Linked DNA regions of Ovis aries: region 2 is linked to region 1. The links are chromatin contacts, called in public Hi-C maps. All regions are on one chromosome and are shown on one strand. The core of a region is the stretch at or near the end of the contact, and the rest is flanking DNA. Distances in the headings are between cores, read along the strand shown. Region 1 overlaps SMURF2 (SMAD specific E3 ubiquitin protein ligase 2). Region 2 has its middle 20 kb from the start of KPNA2.

The links. A called contact is a pair of places that touch in the nucleus more often than the background predicts.
Region 2: a contact with region 1 is called in a Hi-C map of liver, with 4 times the contacts expected there. The contact joins two enhancer-like sites. A contact is called at or near these places in 6 of 16 Hi-C or Micro-C datasets (blood, liver, muscle and 2 more).

The regions. Positions count from the first base shown.
Region 1 is chr11:48,473,289-48,477,728 of ARS-UI_Ramb_v3.0, forward strand. All of the region lies in intron 10 of SMURF2 (SMAD specific E3 ubiquitin protein ligase 2), which reads right to left. Among named protein-coding and RNA genes, the nearest start is that of CEP95, 63 kb to the left of the region's middle. Within about 2 kb of position 1,768, at least 4 of the 54 cell types and tissues checked have an H3K27ac peak or open chromatin away from gene starts, as enhancers often do. A contact at or near this core is called in liver, where this site is marked.
Region 2 is chr11:48,634,521-48,638,960 of ARS-UI_Ramb_v3.0, forward strand. No RefSeq gene overlaps it. Among named protein-coding and RNA genes, the nearest start is that of KPNA2, 20 kb to the right of the region's middle. Within about 2 kb of position 2,236, at least 20 of the 54 cell types and tissues checked have an H3K27ac peak or open chromatin away from gene starts, as enhancers often do. A contact at or near this core is called in liver, where this site is marked.

The sequences.
Region 1 (4,440 bases), core at 518-3,017:
TATAGCAGAAACATAATTTTTAGAAGGCACATTGCCTAGAGATATATTTATTCTCCTGACAAAAATACTGTAAGCTGCATCTAAGAATTTTTTTTAAAGAATCTTATGATATAATGAATGAGTTAATTTCAGTAAACTGTCAGGAAATAAAAAGTCATGTAATTCACAATTAATGTCTATGCAAATGCTGAATGATTCCGCTGGAATCTAATTTCACACACAACAAACAAGAGTATAATCTTCTAACCTATAAGTAAAGGACAATGGTAGCTATGATAAAATAAAAATAACTTTCAGTTCTCTAACAAATCACTCAAACTTACTTTACATATAATGGTTCAATAGGTAAAGGCCCAAATTTATACCTAGAACACATAACTATCCAAAAAAACGCAGCTTTGATGAAAATGACAAATCACCATTTATTCTCATAAAGCACTGTAATAAAGGTGTTTTTTGTATACCACACATATATAAATCAAAACAGAATATATTAAAAATACTCTTTAAACAACGTATTAATCATATCCCCAAAAAAGAACTTGGGTACACAAAGTTAAAGATACAAAACTTTAATTCAAAGTGGATCAGAGACCTCAACGTAAAACCTAAAGCCAAAAGCCTTAGGTGCCAAAACACAATCCGTAAGACAAACAAATGGATAAAATGAACATCACTTAAATTTCAAAGAACCTTTACACTTTTCAAAAGACACTGTTAAAAAAATGAAAAGACAAGTCACAGTCTAGGAGAAAATCTTTCTAAAGCTTATAGCTGACATAAAACTTGTATTTCAAGCATCTAAAGAATTCTCAAAACTCAAAAAAACTCAGTTTTTTTTTTAAAAAAAAGGAGGCAAAAAATTTCACCAAAGAAGATATACAGATGGAAATAAGCCCATGAAAAGATGCTCAACATCATTAGTTACTACAGGAAAGCAAATTAAAACTTCATGAGAATTCTGTAAAGCAATTATCCTTCAATAAAAAATAAATTAATTTAAAAAACTTAATGAGATACCACTATACATCTATTAGAATGTCTAAAATTAAGATTAACCATAGTGAAACTCCAGTACTTTGGCCACCTCATGCAAAGAGTTGACTCATTGGAAAAGACTTTGATACTGGGAGGGATTGGGGGCAGGAGGAGAAGGGGACGACAGAGGATGAGATGGCTGGATGGCATCACTGACTCGATGGACATGAATCTGAGTGAACTCCGGGAGTTGGTGATGGACAGGGAGGCCTGGCGTGCTGCGATTCATGGGGTTGCAAAGAGTCGGACACGACTGAGCGACTGAACTGCACTGAAACCAAGTGTTACCAAGAGCAACTACAACTCTCACACACTGCTAGTGGGAATGTCAAACGGCATAATCACTTCGAAAGACAATCTGGCAGTCTCTTCAAAAGTTTAACACAAATCTGTCATATGATGCAGCCTAGGCATTTATTTATCAGAGAGGAGTGAGAGTGTATGTCCACTGAAGGACTTAAACATAAACATTAATGGCAGTTTAGTCACAGCCCCAAACTGAAACAATCCAAATATTCATCAGCAGGTAAACAGATTCATAAATTGAGGTCTATCCACACAATGGAATGAAAAGAAATGAACTATACAGGCAACAACAGAGATGAATCTCAAATAATTACGCTGGGTAAAAGAAATCAAACGAAAGAGAGGACATACTGTATGAATCCACTTATCCAGAACTCTAAACACTGCAATGTGTAGTGACAGAAAGCAAATCGGTGGTTGGCTGAAAATGAGGTGTGGACTGAACTGTGTCTAAGTAAATAAGTTGAGGGCGTAAGCCTTAGCACCCCTGACTTTGACCTTATTTGGACACAGGGTCTTTGCAGATGTACTCAAGTTAAATGAGGTCACACTAGATGAGGGTGGCCCTAAATCCAACAGACTGGTATTCTTATAAGGAGAGGTAAACTTGGATCCAGAATATAGGGGAGAAGCTGTAACATATTAAGATATATACTTTGGTCTTTGTCCCCAGTTACTGACACAGAACTCCTAAAATGCTTGAAATTTCCTGAATGACAGAGGTGACAAGAAAAGTGTATTCTGTTCCAATATTTGGTCTTTGTCCCTGTTACAAGACAGGGAAGCTCCTAAGTCCCTTAGAAGTTCCTGGGTTTTGGAGCATTTTTTGTTTCAGTGAGGTTACTGTTACATAGTTGCAGGATGGGGCCTGGTCGCAGGAAAGACCAAAGCTTGATGAGAAGCCTAGAACTTTCAGTGCCACGCCCCCCCCCTCCCCCCGCAGCCTCTGGGGAGCGGGGAGAGGAACTGGAGACCGAGTTAATGATCAATCACTCCTATGTGATAACATCTCCATAAAAACCCCTGAATGCTGGTGTTCAGAATGCTGGGTTGATGAACACACCGCAGGTGCCCAGAGGATGAAGCACCTTGCAGCTAAGTACATGCAAGGCCCATGTAGCACCTTGCAGCTAAGTACATGCAAGGCCCATGTAGCCCCTCTCCTGTCCTATGCCTCTCCTGTCCTATGCCTCGCTTCCATTTGGCTGTGCCTGAGTTACACCCTTTATAAGAAAAACTGGTAACAGTAAGGAAATAATTTCCCTGAGTTCTGTGAGCCATTCTAGCAAATTGCTGAACCCAAGGGTCATGAGAACGCCTCGACATACAGCCAGTTGGCAAGAAATATGGGAGGCCTTGTTGAAACTGAGCCCTTCACCTGTGAGGCCTGATGCCAACTGGGTGGCATTAGACTGAATTCAAGTCCGTAGATGGGGAGAATTGAAATGTTTGAGGAAAAAACTCCCACACTTGGTGGCAGATGTTTTGTGGGTAGACCAGATCGCAGGCCAGGTGAAGACAAGGAACAGACTGGAATAATGGTCCCACAAGTCAAGGAACAGCAAGGTTTCCGGGAACCAACAGGAGCTAGGAGAAGGGCATGTAACTGATCTTCCTTGAGAGATTCCAGAAGGAACCAACCCTGAGCCAGCCTGGCTCTGAACTCCAGTCTCCAGAACTGCCAGAGAATGAACTTATACTATTTTAAACCACCTAGTGTATAGTATTTTGTTACGGCAGCCTTGGGAAACTAGAGAAGGGGTGGGAGGAGGGACCACCAAGAGGCTACAAAGAGGCAGGAGGAAACTCTCGGGGCAGTGGATACGTTCACTATCTCCATTAAGGTGAGGGTCTCACAGTATATAATATGTCAAAACAAACCGCACATAGAAAATATGTACAATTTACTGTGTGTCAATTAAATTTCAACAAAGCCAATTTTAAAACAGTTCATCAAAAAAAGTCTACAAATAATAAATGCTGGAGAGTGTGGAAAGAAAAGGGAACCCTCCGACACTGTTGGCGGGAATGTAAATGGGTGTAGCTACCACGGAAAACAGCATGGAGGGTCCTGAAAACACTAAAATGGAGCTACCATATGATCTAGCAATCCCTCTCCTGGGCATGCATCTGGAAAATATGAAAACTAATGCAAAAAGATACATGCACTCCAATGTATACAGCAGCATTATCTACAAGAGCCAAGATAAGGAAACAACCCAAGTATACATACTCTCACACACAATGAAATATTACTCAGTCATAAAAAAAGAATGAAATATTGCCATTTGCGGCAATATGGATGGACCTTGAGAATATCATACGAAGTGCAGTAAGCCAGAGAGAAAGACAAATATTATATATGATACCACTTATATGTGGAATCTAAAAAAATAATAAAAATGAATCTATACACAAAGCAAAAACAGACTGACAGACACAGGAAACAAATTTATGGTTACCGAAGGAGAAAGGGAGGGTGGGGAGGGGTAAATTAGTAGAATGGGATTCACAGATACAAACTGCTACACATAAAACAGGCAAGTAACAAGGATTTACTGCAGAACACACGGTACTATATTCAATATCTTATATAACCTATAATGGAAAATAATCTGGAAAAAATATATACATATAACTGGGCCACTCTGCGATACACCTGCAACTGACACAGTATTATAAATCAACTATATTCTAATTAAAAAAAAAACAACAACAGGATACATCAAGCCCATTCACAAAGATTTGTGAAAGAGACTGTTTCAGTCCTCAAACGGGAAAAAAGGATTCAAGCTAAAGGACAAAACTGACAGCAGAAAGTCCTCTGGGATAGATTCAACTCCCCCAGAGCTAGTTCTAGGGCACTTGAGGGGTGGAGGGGAGAGGGACACAGCAGCCTGTCTCTGCAGGTGTACTGGGACAAACCTCTGACACACACTCTTTTTGTAACATTTCAGGACAGGTTCCTACTTAAGCACAGTTGGGATTAAAATATCCAAACATCAGAGTAACATTTGGTATACCCATAAAATTATGTGCAACAAAAATAATTTATAACTGAAGAGAGAAGCCATTCTATCACATTTATTACAAAAA
Region 2 (4,440 bases), core at 986-3,485, 160 kb after region 1:
GTAACAGGCAAATTTGGCCTTGGAGTATAGAATGAAGCAGGGCAAAGGCTAACAGAGTTTTGCCGAGAGAACGCACTGGTCATAGCAAACACCCTCTTCCAAAAACACAAGAGAAGACTCTACATGGACATCACCAGATGGTCAATATCGAAATCAAACTGATTATATCTTTTGCAGCCAAAGATGGAGAAGCTCTATACAGTCAGCAAAAACAAGACCGGGAGCTGACTGTGGCTCAGAGCATGAACTCCTTATTACCAAATTCAGACTTAAATTGAAGAAAGTAGAGAAAACCACTAGACCATTCAGGTTATCAGGTCAGGTCACTTTTAAAAGCCCTTCTGACCCAGCTGACAAGAGCAGGGCTCACCATGGGCCCTGAAGCCATAGGCTGCCTGGCTTTTGGAGCAAGTGTTCAGACTTCCATAGCACCTGATGCTGGGAAAGATCCAAGGCAGGAGGAAAAGGTGGCGACAGAGGACGAGAAGGCTGTATGGCATCACCCACTCAATGGATGTGAGTTTGGGCAAAGTTTGGGAGACAGTGGAGGACAGGGAACCCCGGCGTGCTGCAGCCCATGGGGTCGAAAAGACTCAGACGTGACTTAGCCTCTGAACAACAATAACACAGCACCTGTTGTGAGATCTGGCTGAACCTTTAAGTGTCTACCTGGAGCTTGGGTGGGCCAGTGTCCAGGACTGGGCCCTGGGGGAACTCAGGGGGCACCCACGACTTGGATACTGCTCTCGGGCTGCCCGTGGCAGCAGGATGGAGGGAAACCTATCCCCCAAGCAATGAGGGAGACACAGCTTGGTGAAGGTGTCATCAGGAGGAGGCCAAAGTGGGTGGCAGAGAGGAGGAAGGGACCCCGTGGGGATGTCCAGGGGGCTTCCTGGGTGAGAGGAACATTTCCAAGGTTTTCTCCATGAAGGACAGTTTTAAAATTCTTATTGTTGTTTTTTAGTTGCCCGACCAGGAATCGAACTCATGCCCTCAGCAGTGAAAATGTAGAGTCCTTACCACTGGACTGCCAGGGAATTTTTAAGTTTGCAAAAAGAAAGATTGAAGTAAAATTCCCCTTGTCTCTGGCTATTGGCTGAACTTCCTTGTGGCTGTCTCTTGCTGATGGCCAGACAAACAGTGACAGCCTGGGGCTCCCTGGCAGCTAGGCCTTGAGGAAAGAGAAAAGAAATAGCTGCTTGCTGAATAGGCCCTGTCGGAGAAACAGAATGGCTTATTCACTGCAAGAAAAACAGGACCTTGAAACCCTGGGGCCCAATCAGAAGTGCAAAAAAAAGGGGTCCCTTTTCCACAAGGATCACTTACAAGATTTATAAGATACCTGATTCCCAGGGCGTGTCTCCAACATCCAATGTTTGGGAGATTGTCATCACCTGCAGGATCAGCCCAGGAATCCAGGATGCTCCCAGAAGCTTAGATCCTAGATCTGAATGGGCTGAAATGTCCCCACCGTTAAGATGTGGGACTTAACAGAGAGGACACAAGCCAACACTGAGTCACGCTGAACCTTTAGACCAGGCTTTTAAAACCTCAGCACTACTGACATTTTGGGCAAGATCACTCTTTATCGTGGGGGGTCTATTCTGTGAGTTACACACAGTATGTTCAGTCGGATCCTAGACCTCTACCTACTTAGTTGTCAATAGCATCCCTCTCCCCAAGAAGTGACACCCCAAATGTTCCCTTGGGGGTTGTAAAATCATCTTTGATCCAGCACCATTGCTTTAGATAAAAATTCACCTGGTTAAATTTTTTATTTTTCAGTTACCTGAAATCACATTCAAAAGTCTAAATGACACAATTTCAACACCAATACCTGAACCCCACTGAATGCAGCAGAAAGCAAATCAAAGAGGCTGCCTCCCTCGCTGCTTCCTTGCAGTTTCAGTTGCGTTAGGCGGTTGGCTTTCCGCCCTCTCCACTGTTTGAATTGTTGCTGTGCAGGGCAAACACAGCGGCGGCTCCACCTCAGACAGAGCTGGCCCCATTTCAACAACGGCTGGGAGGACTCTCGTGGGGGCTTTCCAAGCTTAATTAGTTCATATTTGTCAAGTTCCTTAGGAAGCACAGGCCAGGATGCTATGGGAAGTCCAAGTTACTAGGATTCTCGCCACACTCTTTTAAAAAAGAACATTCCCGCATAAAAAGACCAGGGAAAGCCAGAAAAGAGCTCCTAGGAGCATGTGTGTGTGAATAGTGAAGGAGTCCCTGGGAAGTGCCTTTGTGACCGTAAAGAAAGAGAGTAATACTTTCCAACTTTCTGGCTCTCCTCCTAGTCTCTAGAGCAGGAAATTATTTAAAGTATTTCCTGAACAGCTGAAGTATGTTAGAAACCTGCTAGCATTCTCTGCGTTATCTCCAGGAAATAGACGCCGAAGAATTTTTCTTTGCCACCAGAAACTATTTGGGCTCTGTTGCTCATTTCCACCTGAATGGGATGAATACTCTCATTCTGGGAATTGGAGATGACAATCTTTTTAGATCATTTTTATGTCATACGCAGTGTCCGAAAAAACACACCCTCGAAGAGAACTCTCTTAGCATGTGTGTGTGTGTGTCTGTGTGTGTGTGTGTGTAGAGAGAGAGACAGAAACTTTCTTTGCCAGGTAATTTAGCATTGTCAGTAATAACTTGCTAGTTACCTAGTTATCCCCACTTAATCTCCGGGTGGGATAAGAATGAGGTCAGCCTCTTCTGTGTTAGGCAGAATTCTAGAATGCGCAACAAAAGGGAACTGAGTAGCCCCAACCCACCTCTAGAGATTTGCTCCCTCCAAGGCCTGAGCCCATAAATCTCTCCGGGTGGGGGTCTGCAGGCATCCTGCCCCGCTAGCTAGCTGAGTTTAAGCCTCCTGAGCAAATCAATGTTGGGATGTTCGTGGGGTCATGGGACGGAGAGCCATCTGGGAGCCAGCTGTTTGACTTTGGCTAGCAAATTCCCCCAACCTCCTAGGAGAAGGGCAGGCATGATGACCACAGCAGAAATACCAGGGGGAAATGGCAGTTGTTAGCTCCAAAGCAAAGCACAAGGCCTAGAAACAAAGCCAATTTCTAAAGAGAGTGACAGCTCTGATGAAGCTGGTGAAGGCCAGGCAAGTTCCCTGCTTCCTTGAGAACAGTTAGGAGCCATCCCTGGCGGTCGAGCCCGGGATCCAACCCTGGGAAGTGTCTGATTTGCCTCTCAGAGACCTAGCTGTCAGCAAGAGGACGGGGAGCCAAACAGTACTTCGTTACCGCCCACCCTCTGGAGCCTGCAGAGAAGCCGAACTTGAGGCCAAAGAGAGAAACACAAACCCCTGCCATCTTCTCTTTCAGGGGACAAAGGCACCACATTCTTCCTGTGCTTCATCACACTTTTGGAGTGAATGTCCGCCAAATGCCATCTTTCAGGGGCAGCAGTTAAAACTCCCATTCAACTTGAGTTCTTTAGTCAAATTACAGCTGAATTCTTGGCCTGAGGTCTTAAACAACTGCGTGAAGCTGGCTCCGATGACATTAAAAAAATAAAGTGCACCTCAGCTATGTAGAAAATAAATTGGAGAGAACTACACCTTAAGTGTATAATGTTTTGAGGGTGGCTACACCTTTAAGAACCCAGTTTTCATCAACCTATGAGCCCCTTTCTCGGAAAAGCTCATATTCCTGTATTTAACAATAAACTTTGCATACAATTTCAGGGGTTCATGGGCCCCTAAAGGCCTATCCTGGATCTCAGGTTATTCCAATTAAAACTTTCTATCTCTGCAAAGTATTAATACTATGTATAAAATAAAGAAGTACCAAGATTATGTTGTACAATGCAGGGAATATAGCCAATATTTTATGATAACTATAAATGGAGTATAGTCTATAAAAATCTTCAATCACTATTGTACTATGAGTTGTATAGCTGAAACTAATATCGTAAATCAATAAAAAAAATCCCAAACTCTTCCTGTGTTTAATTATGCATGTAAACATCTTGTGGTCCTATTTTTCCTTGTATTGTTTTCTAATAAAATTAAAAATAACTTGAAAAAGAATTCCTATCTATGAAAAAATATACAATCTAATGGTGAGATTTTAGACTATTTTAATCTTTGAGGTGGTGGGTTTTTTAAATTTTCCAAAATTAGGATTATCTCTGTAACAAGAAAAGGTTATTTTACAAAGTTACCAAGAAAGAAGTTTCACTAAGTTAATGTGAAAGTTTCCTTGATGTGACAGAGAAATTGGTTGAAAAGATGGACAAAAATTGAGAGCGGGGGTAGTCACTGGTCATCTAAAAATTTGGTTTAAGCCCGTTTTTAAAGGTCTTCTCATTGCTATGTGTTTTTCCACATTTCTCCTGTAATCCAAGTGTTGCTAAAAAATTGTATGTCTTTCATAATTACATTTGGAACAGCCTACTAATATTTATGTATTTATATTATCTTTTTTC